Regions from separate parts of the Gasterosteus aculeatus genome. Here region 1 is linked to region 2. A link is a contact called in public Hi-C data. All regions are on one chromosome and are shown on one strand. The core of a region is the stretch at or near the end of the contact, and the rest is flanking DNA. Distances in the headings are between cores, read along the strand shown.

Region 1 (7,223 bases), core at 2,725-5,224, 54 kb before region 2:
GTTATCACTTTTACATCGGGAACTTCCTGCACATCCAACAGCAGCCGCACTCGGCCACGTTTTATCTCTCTGGCTTTCTATTTACCAAAAGAAGTCGGCGCTCCTGGTGATTATACTGAAATCTCACTTTTCGTCTCCTTTCGAATTTCCCCCAATTCTTGGTTTAGTGAAGCAAACCAATTACACAAATCTACGCGCACACACACAGTCCTGGAAAGGCTCACTGGTTTCCTATTGGGGGGAATGATGGTTGTACCTCCCACCACATTTCCTGCTGCATGACTAAGGTTTACTGTAGACAGCCACAATATTGATCCAAGACAACATTATTACTCTTAACATCCAAAGGAAAAAAGACCCAGATGAAGATGCAGCTGCAGCTGGTGACTTGCATCGTTTTTACTTTAGAAAAAGTCATTTTGGTAAGTTGTATTAGTTATTTCTGCTATCTAAACTCTATCTCTCAATAAGGTCCCTAACCTCGTCTTCCCAATCTACGTATAGTCTCCTACCACGTGTCTCCATTAATAGTCTTCTTCTGTGTGTCCTAGAACCTCTTCTCCATCTAGTCTTCATCTCTTAGTCACTCGGTCTCTCTCTCCCAGCACTGACAAAACATAATTAAATCACGTGGCCCCTGAAGATATTTCTACAGACGGACCGAGACCCCACTGCAATTAATACAGCCCGCACAACGCGTGTGTGTGTCTGTGTGTGCGATTGAGAGCACCTGCTGCTCTCTACAACGTAACCCTCCATCTGGTTACGCTTTGATCTGATGTGAGTGAAGGAGGGAGGGAGAGAGACGGCAGGTGAAGGAACCGTAAGATCTGCATCTAAAAAGGGTCAGAAAGGGAAAGAAAGCCAGGAGATGAATGACGTGGCCCACCTCTGTTGTCTTTGAGGGAGAAGTTGTGGTTGTGTGCGACCTCCGGGGCCAGGCTGAAGGTGAAGTGTTGCCGGTGAGCCATCTCGTCCTTGTCCACCGCGCTGACGGTTTCAATAACCTGACGCCAACACGCAGAGAGACACCGGTCAGGAAGGAAAAGACACTGATGTGCAATAGTGTGCGTGTGGGGGGGGGGGGGGGGTAACTAGCGCGTTGTTTTTTTCGCCGATGTTTGCGAAACACACACTGGCGTACGTACCCTCCCCGGCATCACCGTTTCACACATGAGGACTTCGTTGTTGGTGGCGAACTCCGGAGGGTTGTCATTCACGTCTTTCACTCTGATGTCAACGCGCACTTTGGTGTCTTGGTGGTGGCCTCCTGTACGCGCACACACACAAACACACACACACACACGTAGTTTAAGTCATCCGTATTCTGCAGCGTACTCAAGTCGTTGTTGGCGTTGTGATCCACGTGCACCAAACACGCAGCCAGCTGTGAATATCTGCAATGGCCACTCAACTGTTGCTTTGCGTTTTGCAGATTTGCAGCACATTATAAACATGTAGTAGCCATGATCACATCTCATCGCCTCTCGGTCAAAATATTCATCCAGAGAATTAGCAAAGAAAGTTTTCTTTTGTTTCAACACTGCACTACCTCTTATATTTGTAATTCTAGTCGCTCCGGCTTCCCTCTCTGCCCTGTCATTACCAGGCATTTATTTAGCCATCCAGGGCCTCTTAGCGGTTTGCAAGGGTCCTCGTTTCGTGGGCGGCGAGCCCGTTTCCATCTGGCCGTCTGGCGTCTAGCACGCCACAGGGAAACCACGCGGCGCTCTGGCAGCTCCAGCCCCGACCACAGAATACCAGGGCGGGCTTCTGTGGCTTGCTAGCTGCAGATGTTTAAAAAAAAAAAGGAAGAAAGAAAAGAAAATGGTGGGGTCGGAGCCGGAAGGGAGGGGGGGGGGGGCGGCGGAGGGCCTCTGAGTCGACTGGCGTTTCCCTCCGCTCGCCCCTCGCTGCTTGTGGTGGGAATGGAAAATGTTCCAGGGTGTGCCTCAACTTTGGTTTTTCAAAGCGTCACAGCGCCGCGGCCGCCTTGTTTACTCAGTAACAGTGATGTGGAGACACGAGAGAGGAGGACGTGGGCCTTCTGCTTCTCTCTCGTGTCTCCACATCACACAACCTTGTCAGAAGTTTGAATCCAAATCTTTTTGCCACAAGCGGGACATTCACTCAATAGCCAGATGATTTGTTTTCCGGCTACGTGAAGACAACACGCGACGCCATGTCGGCAAACCTCTTACACAATGCAGCAGTTACCTGCAATACCGGGGGGTGGAGGGGGGGTAACGCCTGGTTCCAATTGACTAACGTAGCACCGCCGAGCATCTGCAGAACGCTAATCCCTCCTGGATGATTCTGAATATATAATTCGTTCCCAAGGTTTTAAGCAGTTCTTCCCTGACATTCACAGCAAAAAAAAAAAGGAAAAATGCTAACTTTAGTCTTAGCCGGGGGGGGGGAAAGAAAAATTAAGGGCAGCAGCTTGAATCCACTTAAATGTTGTACACTTAAGATGTCGTGCAGTTTCCCCGGCGCCACAGAATGACAGGTTGGGCTGCGGATGCCTTCTTTCATTTCCCTCCTTTAGTCCGTCTTTAATTTTGCCTCCATCTTAGAGCGGAATCTATCTGGTTTAGCGTTTCAGTCACACACGTGTCCGTGGATCAGCAGCCGCCTCACCTCCAAGCCGTCCTGAAGGACGCGTACGTCTTGTGTGCGTGCGCGTGTGTGCGTGCGCGTGTGTGCGTGCGTTCCTACCTATCTCTGTGGCCGACACAGAGATGTTGTGCCAGTTCTGTGCCTCTCTGTCCAGCGGCCTGGTGGTGGTGATCATGCCGTCTTCCGGGTTCACTCTGAAGAACTGCTCTATGTCGGTGTACAGAGGGATCATGTACCTACACGGGGGGGTGGAGACAAACACGTTGTTACACGAGAGTCCCTAGTGGTTTTCCTGAGCTGGCCGCTGTAAGATGAAGTGTTACGAGAGGGGAACGTGGAGCTTTCAGGTGGATTGTTGTAGAGATAATTCAGTTACCAAAAAACAACAATTTAGCAAGCATCTATTTGTAGAGGCAACATCACTGCGTTTATAGGAGATAAATAAATAAAGTGATAAATAAAGCTACTAACTCGGTGTGTTTCTTCGTTGTTTTTATAATCCTTTTTTGCGTCGCTATTCTGTTGAAACCTCTTTTATCTGTCTTCTGCATGAAAATGTGTTGTGCAACGCCAAGTTTCTTCAAGTTATATTGTTTGTTCGCTCTAGCTGAAGGAATCTATTGCAATTGTTTGTTTTTGTTTTTTGGCAATTTTCCAATTTACACTGGTTGGAAAAATGTAAATTCCTCCACTGCAGCGAGCGTGACTCAGTGAGTGTGTCTGTGCGCGCGTTTGTGTTTCCTTGTTACCTGACGGGATTGTTGGCCACATCCGTGTCCTTGGCGTGGACTCGTCCCACCGCCGTTCCTTCAGGTGCGTTCTCCTCCACCTCAAACGTGTAGCTGGCGGCTACGAACACGGGAGGCTCATCTGCATCCTCCACTGATATCTGCAGACAAACACACACACAGTTAGAAGATGCCACACGCACGCTCACACAATGAAATCTGTCTGCTTTATTACACACGTGTACCTTTATTGTTGCTTCGTCCTTATACGGACCCCATGCAATGTATTGGGGGTCAATATACGGGTTGGATCCCTCCACCTTCAAAGTGTACGACCTTTTAGTCTCAAAGTCCACATGCTGGGAGAGAAAGAGACAACGAGTCATTTAATCAGTAACAAAGCGCACGGCTCTTTCATCAAACATCAGCTGTACACACGTTGGTAGTGCGTCATCTTTGTGCGGCGTCTGATCCCCATCGATCCAAAGTCCATTCAGAAAAGCAGCGCTTTAAAAGCCGTCTGCTTGTTGTTGTCTTGCAGACAGACTTGACACCGCCATGAGTCGCACAATTGAATGTGCGGCCCGGACGATACCGCTGAGCTGTGGTAGGGGGCGCTGTTGCCTCATGAATGAAAACGCTCACATTATCCCACCACTGCTGCTACACACCAACACAGTGACCTGACTGCAGGTATGAGATGTGTCATATGAGATAGGATCGCATATGACATCAGACGTTTTGGACCAAACTAAAATATTTGGTTGTTTCTATTAACGAAAACACTAAAAGTCTGTTTTTAATGAGGCCGGATGAGGTTGTGGAGTCTGGGAAATCACATGATTCAAGGGAGTAGTAAGTGTTTGGGTGTGGGGGATGAATTTCAAAACTTCAGTTAGTTGTTATTTTATTATTTTAAGTAGTTTTATATTTCTTAAGCCGTTTATTATCATGGTAAGGCAATTGATAATACGCTATCATTAAAAGTCTCCGTAAAAAAGCCAACGTAAAACCCCGAGGTTCAATTCAATGCACTCGCTTTGAACCAAGCTCCAGGTCACTTGCTCCGTACCACTGAGTTCTAACGGCTTTGATATTAAACCGACGCCAGTGTGTGCGTTGGGGTGCGCAGCTCGACTCCCCACGTCGCCGTCCTCTCGGCCCCCCCGTCTACGCACCTTCCTCTGTCTCCTCATTTCTTCTTCTGCGCCGAGCGCTCGCGGGGAAAAGTCAACAAATGCGTTGGCAGTCATTGTATGAAATTCCTAATACCAAAGGGAGGCTGTGCGCCATGATCACGAGGACTCGTGCGCCGCCAGCAGCACTCGGCCGCTCATCCGCCGCTCCGTCGTAGCCTTAATCACTCACTCTTATGGGTGTCATTGGCGTATTATGAACCCAGATAATAACCACTTTGCTCCCCTCCGCAACACTTTTTACTTCAGCCACTGTGACTGATGTTAAGCTGGCGAAGTCCCAGGAGCAGGTTGGTCTTTTCATCTTGCCATCGCTTAATGAAACCCCAGTGGGAGCAGAGCGGCTCATGAGCCCTGTGTGAAGGGTTGCAGGTTTTACGAGTCCCGACTCCGGCGGCAACCTCTGTTTCTGAGGAGTGAGGCCAAGGCTGAACTGTCTTAAACGTTCTTGTTTCTTACGGGACGTTGTGGTGAGACACCTTTTTGTTGTGAAAAAGGAGTCTGATGAGTAATTAACTCCCCTTGATTTCCCTCAGTAATCATTGTAAACCTGCGTTTATGGTCAAGTATTCTCCAGCACAGCAGGATGTTCATTGAGTAAATTATCGTCCATTGAGACTCAAAGTATTAAAGTATGCTTTAGGGCGGGGCTTACTGTGATTGACAGCTTGCCACCAGACAGGTGTCCAACGTCTCAGGAGTCCACAACCAAACATTATGGACGGAAGCTTCCACTTGAAAAGATCTAGCATCACAGAATGTCTCATCTTGTACTTTACGCGATACAAAGTTGTGAACTAGCCGAGCAGAGAGAAGAGGGCGAACGCCAGCAAACGCCAGCAACGCGACATCGGCGTTTCCCTTTGGTGGTCCGTGATCAAAGATGGCGGCCCCGTCTCCACCGTCCCCGGCTATTGCCTCTGCAAACGGACTCGCGGCAGCTCTGTCCTCTGATCCGTTTCCCCGTGACTCCACGCTGCGGGGACGCCGCCGCCTCCTCCGTCTCGATTGTTCCATCGCGTCCGTGTTTAGCGCGTCGATGACGGGTACCGCGCTCGTCGGTTTTGTGACCCAGTTCTTTCGTTTTCTTCGTCACGCTCCGTCTCTTTGCCTCTCTCTTCCGCTTCCATCTCGTAGAACTCTGCCTTCATTCTCCCCCCCTTTCCTCAGCAGTGTGAGATAATAATATTCACAATAAAGCCCCCCTCCACCCCCCTCCATCACCAACACACACATGCACACTCGCCTCCTTAATATTCTGTGGACTGCTTTCGTCAGGACACAGTTGAAAGAGAATAGCTGATTAAAGCTCATCCCCGTGTGTGTGTGTGTGTGTGTGTGTGTGTGTGTGTGTGAGAGAGAGAATAGAGATTAGTTAGGCTACTCCACACGCTGATTTGAAAGAGTGTGACTTTAACTGTGTAAGGTACCTTGAGGGGCTAAAGGTGTTAATTTCCCCCGAGAGTAATCATGACACACACACACACACACATTGAATCAGCGTCAGCCTATTAAGCATTCGTTCCAGGAGACACGTGGATCCATGTTGACGGATTGTTGTGTGATGGCTCCTGCCGTCAGTCATGGAACAATATTTCATCCGCTGCGCTCTCAACATCCACCGCCGCTACGGTGATGTTTTACAGCCACGCTGTGTCTGTGTGTGTGTGTGTGTGTGTGTGTGTGGCACCAGACTGATTTTACAAGGACTGTCCTGTTTCCTTTCAGTTATGGAGTTGATGTTCACACATGCACTTAATTTAAAGTTTTCCGTCAAGTCGCACGCACACACACACACACACACATCGTGCCCCACTTGAGTGTAATCAGCTGCTCTCATTTCATTGATTGGGCTGTCCTGCTTTGCTCATCAGTGCATTTAGTGAACTTGTAGTTGGATCCGTCTTTGAAAACCACACATTTAAACAATTCACAATGTGTGTTTTTCCAACCTTTTATCTGTAATAACCTGGGTTCTCCCAACTCTAACCTCAGTTTTTTACTTATCTAGGGATTAGTGCCTTGCTCCAGAGTCTGCACAGTGACGTCATTGCTGTCTGGACAAAGAATCACTCTAATGCACGTGCTGTAATTACATATTTGGATGCCAAGTCTGCTTTTCTTGGTCCGGATCAAACCCAGGCGAGCCAGGCGTTGCTCACTTTGGAGCATCTTCATCAACTTTCAAAATAACGTATGGGAGAATACGGACATGGGTCTCTGGGTGAACAATACTTTTTTTCCTGGCTCAACAGCAGCATTAAGTCAGTGACGACATAAACAGCATCACAGATGAGTCTGTGCATTGGTTGAAATCCCCACACTAAACTGCTTTGTCTGGAGAAAAAGTGCCAGCTCGACTACATTTCTGTGCCGGCAAATTGAAAAAGTGGACAATGACGCACGAACGGAAGCAGCCGCCTTTTCAGCTCAAAGTGCTGTTGACCTCGTCTCTAAGAGAAGCCATCGGGAAGTCTGGACTTTCCCGTTGGCTTTTTAACATTCAAATCTTTGTCTGCGGCTTTTTGCCGAACAAATGGAACCTGACTTTGTTTCCCAGGTTGGAGCACCCTCTGCATTTTGGTCCACCCTCCAGTCAAAATAGCTACAATCAATATCTGCGAAGGCAAAGACTGAGCTGTATTGATGAACCTACAGACCCTATGGCCGGTTTCTGCCG
Region 2 (7,578 bases), core at 1,391-3,890:
TGTCTCTTCACTTGTTTAATTGTATCCCGTCTCCTCTGCCAGCTGCTGATACCTTGGCTATTGGCTGAACATCAGTGAAATATCTGATACCCCCCCCCCCCCCCCCCGCCCCGCTTTCATCTGTCATCCAAGCCCCCCTGTAAATACCACAATGAGGTATCCGTACAAGAGGACGGCTGGATACAGGGGAAGTGAAGAAGAAGAAGAAGAGGAGGAGGAGGACTTTGACTCGGTGGCTCCCAAAGGGCGGGATGGAATACGGCGTAACCCCCCCCCCCCCCCCCCCCCCTCACCCCCCCTTCTCTCTCTCCTCCAACCGAATGACAGAAATACTGTTGCTCGGAGAACTAATTAGTGAGTCACGCAAACGTGCTGGGGAACAAATTAGTTCTTCTTTGGTGCTATTTACCAACAAAAAGAAGGAGCCCTTTGAGGGGGGAGAACATTCTCTTCTTCTGATGTGTCTTCTGAGTGGCCACTGAACCACAACGAACACTCGTACTACCAAAGGGAAGTTTATTTTCCTCTGCCATGTCTCTGCTCTGTAAGCTAATTAGCAAAATGCAGCTCAGTGCCGACAGATCAGAAACATGCAGCGTTTCACCTGAGGTTCCTACTCAGGACCTCACATTTCCTCCCCCATAACCAACCGGAGCTGCTACGTCAGCATGGTTGAAATATGTATATATTTTTAAATACACAATGGAAAAAGCAGCCCCCCCCCCCCCCTCAGTAAGAAAAACACTGTTGAATAAAATACAATAACCGCAAATTATTCACTCGGTGGCTCCCACAAGACTGAGGGGGTTTAGAGGCAGGCGTGAGGGGTGGGAGAAGGAGCAGAGAGGAGCGTGGGAGAGACATTAAATGCAGAGGAGGTGGGTGGGGGGAGTGGGGGGGGGTTCAGAGCAACAGGGTGTGAGAGACGGCGGGAGAGAGGTGAGGAGAGGGAGAGGCGGGGGAGATATTATTGCCTGCTTGAGAGCAGCAATCTTGAGTTGTGCCGTGAATACCAACAGGGTGCACAGCCCTCCAGTCAACGCCTCCCCCCTCTCCCCCCTCTCCCCGTCTCTCCCCGTCTCTCCCCCTCTGCTCCCCCGTTGAAGACTGCTCACATTTAACACCTATATATCTAACTTACTCCCCCTGTGAAAAAGAATGCCTCGGCGGCAGCGCAATAGTCCATACACCCGCATCCTGCGAAGGGACCGAGGGGAGGTGATGTGGCCCCGCAGCGGCGACGGGACCAGACGCGCGGCCCCGATTCAGCGCACAAATGCGCCGGAGCGACGTGTTCGGGGTTTTTTTTGTGCAGTTTCAGGGCTGCTGGCGCGGCTCTCCAGTCCGCTGAGGCGACGTCAAGACTGCCGAGAACAGGAGCCGCTCCTCGGAGGCGTAAAACGAGCAAACACTAAACGGGACGCGGCCGGACCGACGCAGATGCAGCCGTCGCTCCAAGAAGTAACCACTCGTGGTTTTCTGTGGAAACGTGGTCACGAAAGCGATGCTGTTATTTTGACTTGAATGCTGCGATCTGACAGAGACGCGCACACGCACGCGCACGCAGAGCCGGACGGGGATCCAAAGAAAAGTTGTGCGTCGCCGTAACGCGGAGACAACGGGAGAGGCACCGAGGCGGCGGAGGGAGGGAGGGAGGGAGAAGAGGGAGAGAAAGACCACTGAGGTTAGTCTCTACGTGGCCAGACACACGCACACGAAGGCACGCACACGCGACAAAACAAAAGATAGATAGATACTGTGCTGGAAGAAGAAAGGAAATCAGTCAAAGCTTTGTTTTTGTGACAAATGGTGAGCGGAGAAAAGTCTGCGCGGCTTCAGCCAGCAGCGCAATGATTGCGCCGCGCACCGTCTCCGTCGCCAATGCGCAAAGGCTCTGCGGGCTTCTCCTGTCTGATTACGCATTTGCAGACAAATAAGGGGGTCCGACATCCTCTCACAGTGGCCGTTTTATAGACATACGGTGTGTGTGTGTGTGTGTGTGTGTGTGTGTGTGTGAGCCCACTATCTCCCCAGCATCCCGGGAACCGGAACACTTCACTCCGGTAAAAGCCTCTGCGCCGCAGAAAGCGGAGTCCTTTAACTCGGTCCTTACCTTGGAAGTGAGACACTCCGCGCGCACTCCGCCTCTCCAAGGAAATCCCCCCGATACATGCAAGCCAGCCGAAAACGGTCACTTCTCTCAACAAGTACGGCTTCTGTCATCGGATGTCCACCATCCACCGATGGAAACCCAGCTGTGTTTCTGGTTGCTTGGAGAAGACGAGGGCACCACGAAGAAAAACCAAACCCCAAATGTTCTTTCTGGAGCGCAGGGGCAAAATAAAGAAGCAGAAGAAGAAGAAGAAAAAAAAGAAGCAGGGCTCAAAGATGATGAAAAAAGAAATGACAGCAGCGCGTCTCGATTCCGAGATTGAAGTGACGAAGAGGAGAGGGGATGGTGGTGAGAGAGCTGGTGGAGCTGGTGGAGCTGGTGGGGAAAGAGGGAAATCACCGGAGCATCCCTCCCTCCTTCGGGTATCAAAATCCGTTCCCGTCAGAGCCGTTTATCCGTCCTCTCTCCAAGAGCTTCGGGAGCGGTGTGAGGGGAACAGAACGAGCGCGCAGCAGCAACGGGAGAGGGGGAGGGATGGGGGAGGCGGAGGGAGGGACACGGAGGGACGTTGCGGCCGATGGAGGGCGTTGGAAACTACAGTAATTTATCTTCTGCCTGCATATTCCGGGCTTGTTATAGTAATAATATAACGTTTTGTCTTATGGGTGGTATTTAAATGTTGCATCCTGGGACTGTGAGGATACGGAATATGAATAATATCATGTGAAATTAGATATTTTAATAATCACTTTATTGGCAAGATTTTTTTCCTGATGGTTGTTAAAAAAAAAAAAAAAAACTTCTGCTGAGTAAGTTGTTTTTTTTATGTAATAGAGAATTTTGGTTATTTGTATTGAAGCTGTGATGCTGCTCATTGCTTCAGACCGAGAGGCTGCAGCACAACGAGCCCTGCGCGCGCGCGTGTTTTGGGGGCGGTAGTGAATGCAACAGTTGCTCTTTCGTCATTGGCTGAGAGCAGTGTCCAACCGCTGCTACAGCAGGTTTAGAATCTCACAGGCAGCCAATGAGAGGAGAGGAGGGGCCTGTGGAGGGCGGAGCAACTCGGGCATCACTCAGTGACTCTCTCCATCTCGTAATAGTGTTAAATAGTCACACTCATGGGGGCATTCGTGAAGTTATTAAAGCGTTGGCACCTTAAACTCTTCTGACTCATAATCCAATGTTTTCACGGAAAAAACCTAGAAATGTCAAAACGAGCAGTGAGCGTCAGTAATGAGCACGTTAGCACCGGTTAGCGGTTCAGCTCTACATTGTGGGGCCATGATGGAGCCAGGTGTCATGATGGGGTCTTAACAGTCTCCGCCCTCACGGAGCTGGGTCGATTGTACGTCTTTTGTCATCCGTCTGATCTTCAGCGACTTGACGGACATGCAGCAGGTCGGTGGTCCTGAGTTAGCTCCTAGCTACGATAGCTTCCTGAGTCTGCCTGTGTGTATGTGTGTGAACAATAACTGGGACCACAACAACAACAACGCAGCAGCGTCCGGTGTCTCTAAGCAGACCTTTTATTAGCGTCTGTCTTTTTGTAAAGCTGATACGGAGCTCATGAGCCAGAGATACTGCAGGCAGGAGCTTTGTTTTACACAAGACGGTAATATTACCTTGGATGCAGAATGACATTATTAGGTTAAGACAAAGGACAGCTTGTCAACAAGATCTATTTTCTGCAGCCGCCTTTTTGCTCACACGCTTTATTTCTGTGTGTCGTAAACAAGTGTACACAAATGTATTTGAAATTCTCATAACCAAACTCCTCATATCTTTTTTCTTTTACATTTTATGCCGAAGCGAGAGGCAACGACGCAACGCTGAGAAGTAAAGGAGACAATTAGTTCTGTATCTCTTCCTCTTCTTCAAAGACTCGCAGCTCCGCGGCTTGTAAAGCTCGTACGTGCTCACCTTTCCCTCAGGTGATGAACCAGGATAAAACCGCTCTAGTAAATGTTTACGTCTCCAATTCGACGACCTCGGTTATTTCTCTCCCGGCGAGGTTTTTGTGTTTGTTGCTTTTTAAGTAATGTGTCATCAGTGGAGGTCTTCGTATGTGAGGTGATAGCTGGACTATATGTGGCCCCAGTACAGCAGGGTCCGTTATGCACCGGTTCAGCTTCTGTAGTTGTACTCTTCGGTAATGTGACACACAGTTTGTCACTTTGACCCCCCCCCCCCCACCATGCGCGCGCGCACACACACACACACACACACACACACACACTATTGTATTACACTGCCTGAAGCTCCTGAACCTCTTGGACTAAATCTCTGACTTTTCACGTCTACAGTTACTGCAGAAATAATCCTGATTGTAATATTCCTGAAGAGGTTTGCCGCCTGGTGTACTGTGGGACCGGTCGTTAGAACTCCAAAAGCTGAGGCCCTCTGGCCTCCTGCACCCCAAGGCGCCTTCGCCCTGTCACGGATCATGCTCTGTAAAGTGGGTCTCTCGCAGTTTGACATGTGTTTGTGCTGACTGGCTAGTTGTCGACACGCCACAGAACGTATAGACTGAGTCCCGTGAGGTGAGCATCTCTGAGGAGACGCCCTTCACAGCATCACGTAACCGTGTGCGTGTGTGCGTGTGTGTGTGTGCGTGTGTGCTTGAGGCTGATTCAGTAAGTAACTACATGTTTTAAAGCCACATTTGACTGTTACCATCTCACCAGAAACACAAACACATGCTGGATGTGCAGCAACGCTCTGATTTATATTCCGACGGCGTATCTTTTTTTTTTTTACTCATTAGTCGATATAAATGTAAATTGCATATGTTTGGTTTGGAAACGGCTTTGTAACTTATTAAGCTTCAGGATCAAACTGCGGAGCTATTTTTCCATCTGCCAATTAACGTTCCTGTTAAAAAGCCGAGTGCATTTTTTCCTCGTTATCACCCGAGAGTGGTCTGCAAAGAGATACCAATAAGTCACTCGGCCCTCTTTGGTCTTTAGGTCTTTGTAAAAAAAAAAAAAAAACTTAATTTGATAAGTTGGGTGAGTTTTTTACCACGTTAACATAAAAGATCAGCGAGTAAAGTAACTTGAGTTCCACTAAAAAATGAATAATTACATCCAACAATTAAGCAAAGACTGTTGATGGCATGATGCTACTAGAAATGGTTGTTATTGGTTACAACGAACTTTGGAAAAAGCACAGTCGCTTCCCTTTGACGAATGTTTGCAACGAGAAGCATCTTCTGTGACAATAAGACAGTTGAATGAAGATCTTTTGTGAAGATGAGACATTCAAGTCAAGATTTGTTCTGATGAGGCATTTGCATAACAGCTTCTTTTCTACTTTTATAATAAAAACTGACTCTACAAATAAAACAGACAATATTCTTGTTCCAAATTGCTTCTTATTTGTGGATAAAGTCCCCGTTCCCCCCCCCCCCCCCCCCTCACATTCACTCGCTGGCCTACAAATGTCCTTTTACATACATGTGAATATCAAAGGTATAAAATGCATACTAGCACTGCCCCCCCCCCGTTTATCACACCCACTTCAATTCAATTTGGGACTGTCGGCACGGTAACTGAGCTGGGGGGGGGGGCGGGTAAAGGGGATGTCTTAAGAGGGAAGGGGCGGGGCTTGATTTGGAGAGGGACGGCCGGGGAACCATCCATCCAGGTTCTATACCTGTTTATTCATAATTAATGACATCAGAGAGGCTGGAGAAATGATCCGGACGGACACAAGGATGGAGGGGGGGGTTCTGTTTAGGCGTAGCAACACAGCGCCAAGGAGTGAGTTGCTGAGGCGAAGCTAGAGAATTAAAGAGAGAGAGAGAGAGATCTGGAGGTGGAGAGAGGGAGAACAGAGAGCGGCCTTGTGTACGAGTTAGCGGCGCGGAGCAGAGCTGCATAGCAATCACTTGTTTTCCATCTTTAAATCAGCCAGACAATGCTAAGCAGCAGCCCGCCTCCCACTTTCTACACTCGTTTAATCAGAGTACTCCTCGCTGTGCAGCGGCACAAGGCCAGCACGAAGCGTCCGACCCGCCCGACGTGTCCGTCAGAACCCAGGGAGACGTGGCTGTAAGAGTCAGATGTCATTTCTCCCCCATTTTGCTTCTGACCATCAGAGGCGTGTCGTGCACGTGACAGACCGTGTCGCTCCGGCGGCGGCGATGAGGCTCTAAATATTGACTGTTTCACGGCATCAGAAGTCCTCTACCTCTTTCATTCTGTTCATTAGAAAACTCCATGTGTCACACTGCGGATGAGGAATGAGTCGGGGGGCTTTTTGTTTCTGGCCTTCCAACGATCCCTCACCAGGATGACTTCGTTTTGTCACTGAAACCGACGTCCAACTTGTTTTCATGCTGCAGCGCTTGAGAAAGTCTTCTAACAAACCTCACTTTAACAACTTTTAACCGTTTATTTTATTACCAATGGGGATCCCAACACATTTCCCCAAACCAGATGCAAATGTTTTGCAGAATCGATTGAATCACAGCAAGTGAAGCTTCCTGCTGATACTTCTCACCAGAACAGACACAGATGATTCTTCTATTTATTTAACATTAAACGGAATGATTCATATCGTAATAAAAAACCTTAAAGAAAAGAATGCTGAGCCGGACCCCCCCTCGGCGTGGAGCGCAAGCTCGCCGTTGCTCACCAGGACGGCAAACCCCCCCCCCTCGCCGTGCGCTGCGACAATGTGCTGTCCAGGCGCTCCGCTGACAGCGCGACTCGCCCCGATAAGAGCAGGTCGGGATTTATGAATCCCGCCATCACAAAGACAGAGAGACGCTCGGCCGCCATCAATAAATAAACACCCCCCTCCCCCGAACTCCCCACGGGGGTCACAGCGCTCCGTCAGTCCAGGGGGGTAAATGTGTGTTTGGCTTGTCGGTGGGGGGGCGACACCATTTTGTTTGTGTTGCGATTTCAGATCCCTTTTCAAAACAGCGCAGCTAATTAAAAGATTTAATCCCTTCACACCTGTAAGCACACACACACACACACACACACACACACGCCGTGCAATTATTGTTACTGCTTTGGTGTGTGAGGGGCGACGGGGGGGTTGAACCAAATACAATTCCATTGTTGCAAACATGAATTAGAGCAACAACCTGATGTTGCTTCAAGCTGGTTGGTGTGAATTTTATTATCGGCAGCGACTTCTTTTGTTTTATGGCCGAATATCCTTCAACTACGTTGGAAAGCTTCCTGCTTCTCCCTGTGTGTGTGTGTGTGTGTGTGTGTGTGTGTGTGTGTGTGTGTTGCCTGCTAACGTGTGAAAACCACTCCTGTTTTCTTTAGCTGTAACACCCCCCGCTGAGCCCAGGCCGAGTAACACACACAGACACACACACACACACACACACACACACACACACTCTTGTGCTTTTCCCTGCATGTCCTCACTCAGCAGGGCTCCTCTCTTTATCCTCCTGCTGTCATTATCTTGTCCCTCAGCGATGACGAGGACGCGTGAGT

The links. Hi-C and Micro-C count contacts between places; a contact is called where the count stands out from the background.
Region 1: a Hi-C map of skeletal muscle shows a contact between it and region 2, with 2.8 times the contacts expected there. The contact joins the enhancer-like site here to the promoter of cdh11 in region 2. A contact is called at or near these places in 2 of 6 Hi-C or Micro-C datasets (skeletal muscle and whole body).

The regions. Positions count from the first base shown.
Region 1 is chr6:18,914,597-18,921,819 of fGasAcu3.hap1.1, reverse strand. It overlaps cdh11 (cadherin 11, type 2, OB-cadherin (osteoblast)), which reads right to left. Exons shown (of 16, transcript XM_040178734.2): 9 at 3,593-3,706; 10 at 3,369-3,508; 11 at 2,719-2,855; 12 at 1,149-1,270; 13 at 890-1,007. Among protein-coding and RNA genes, the nearest start is that of LOC120820689, 54 kb to the left of the region's middle. Within about 2 kb of position 3,974, at least 7 of the 9 cell types and tissues checked have open chromatin away from gene starts, as enhancers often do.
Region 2 is chr6:18,859,146-18,866,723 of fGasAcu3.hap1.1, reverse strand. cdh11 (cadherin 11, type 2, OB-cadherin (osteoblast)) reads right to left here and starts at 2,640. Exons shown (of 16, transcript XM_040178734.2): 1 at 2,114-2,640.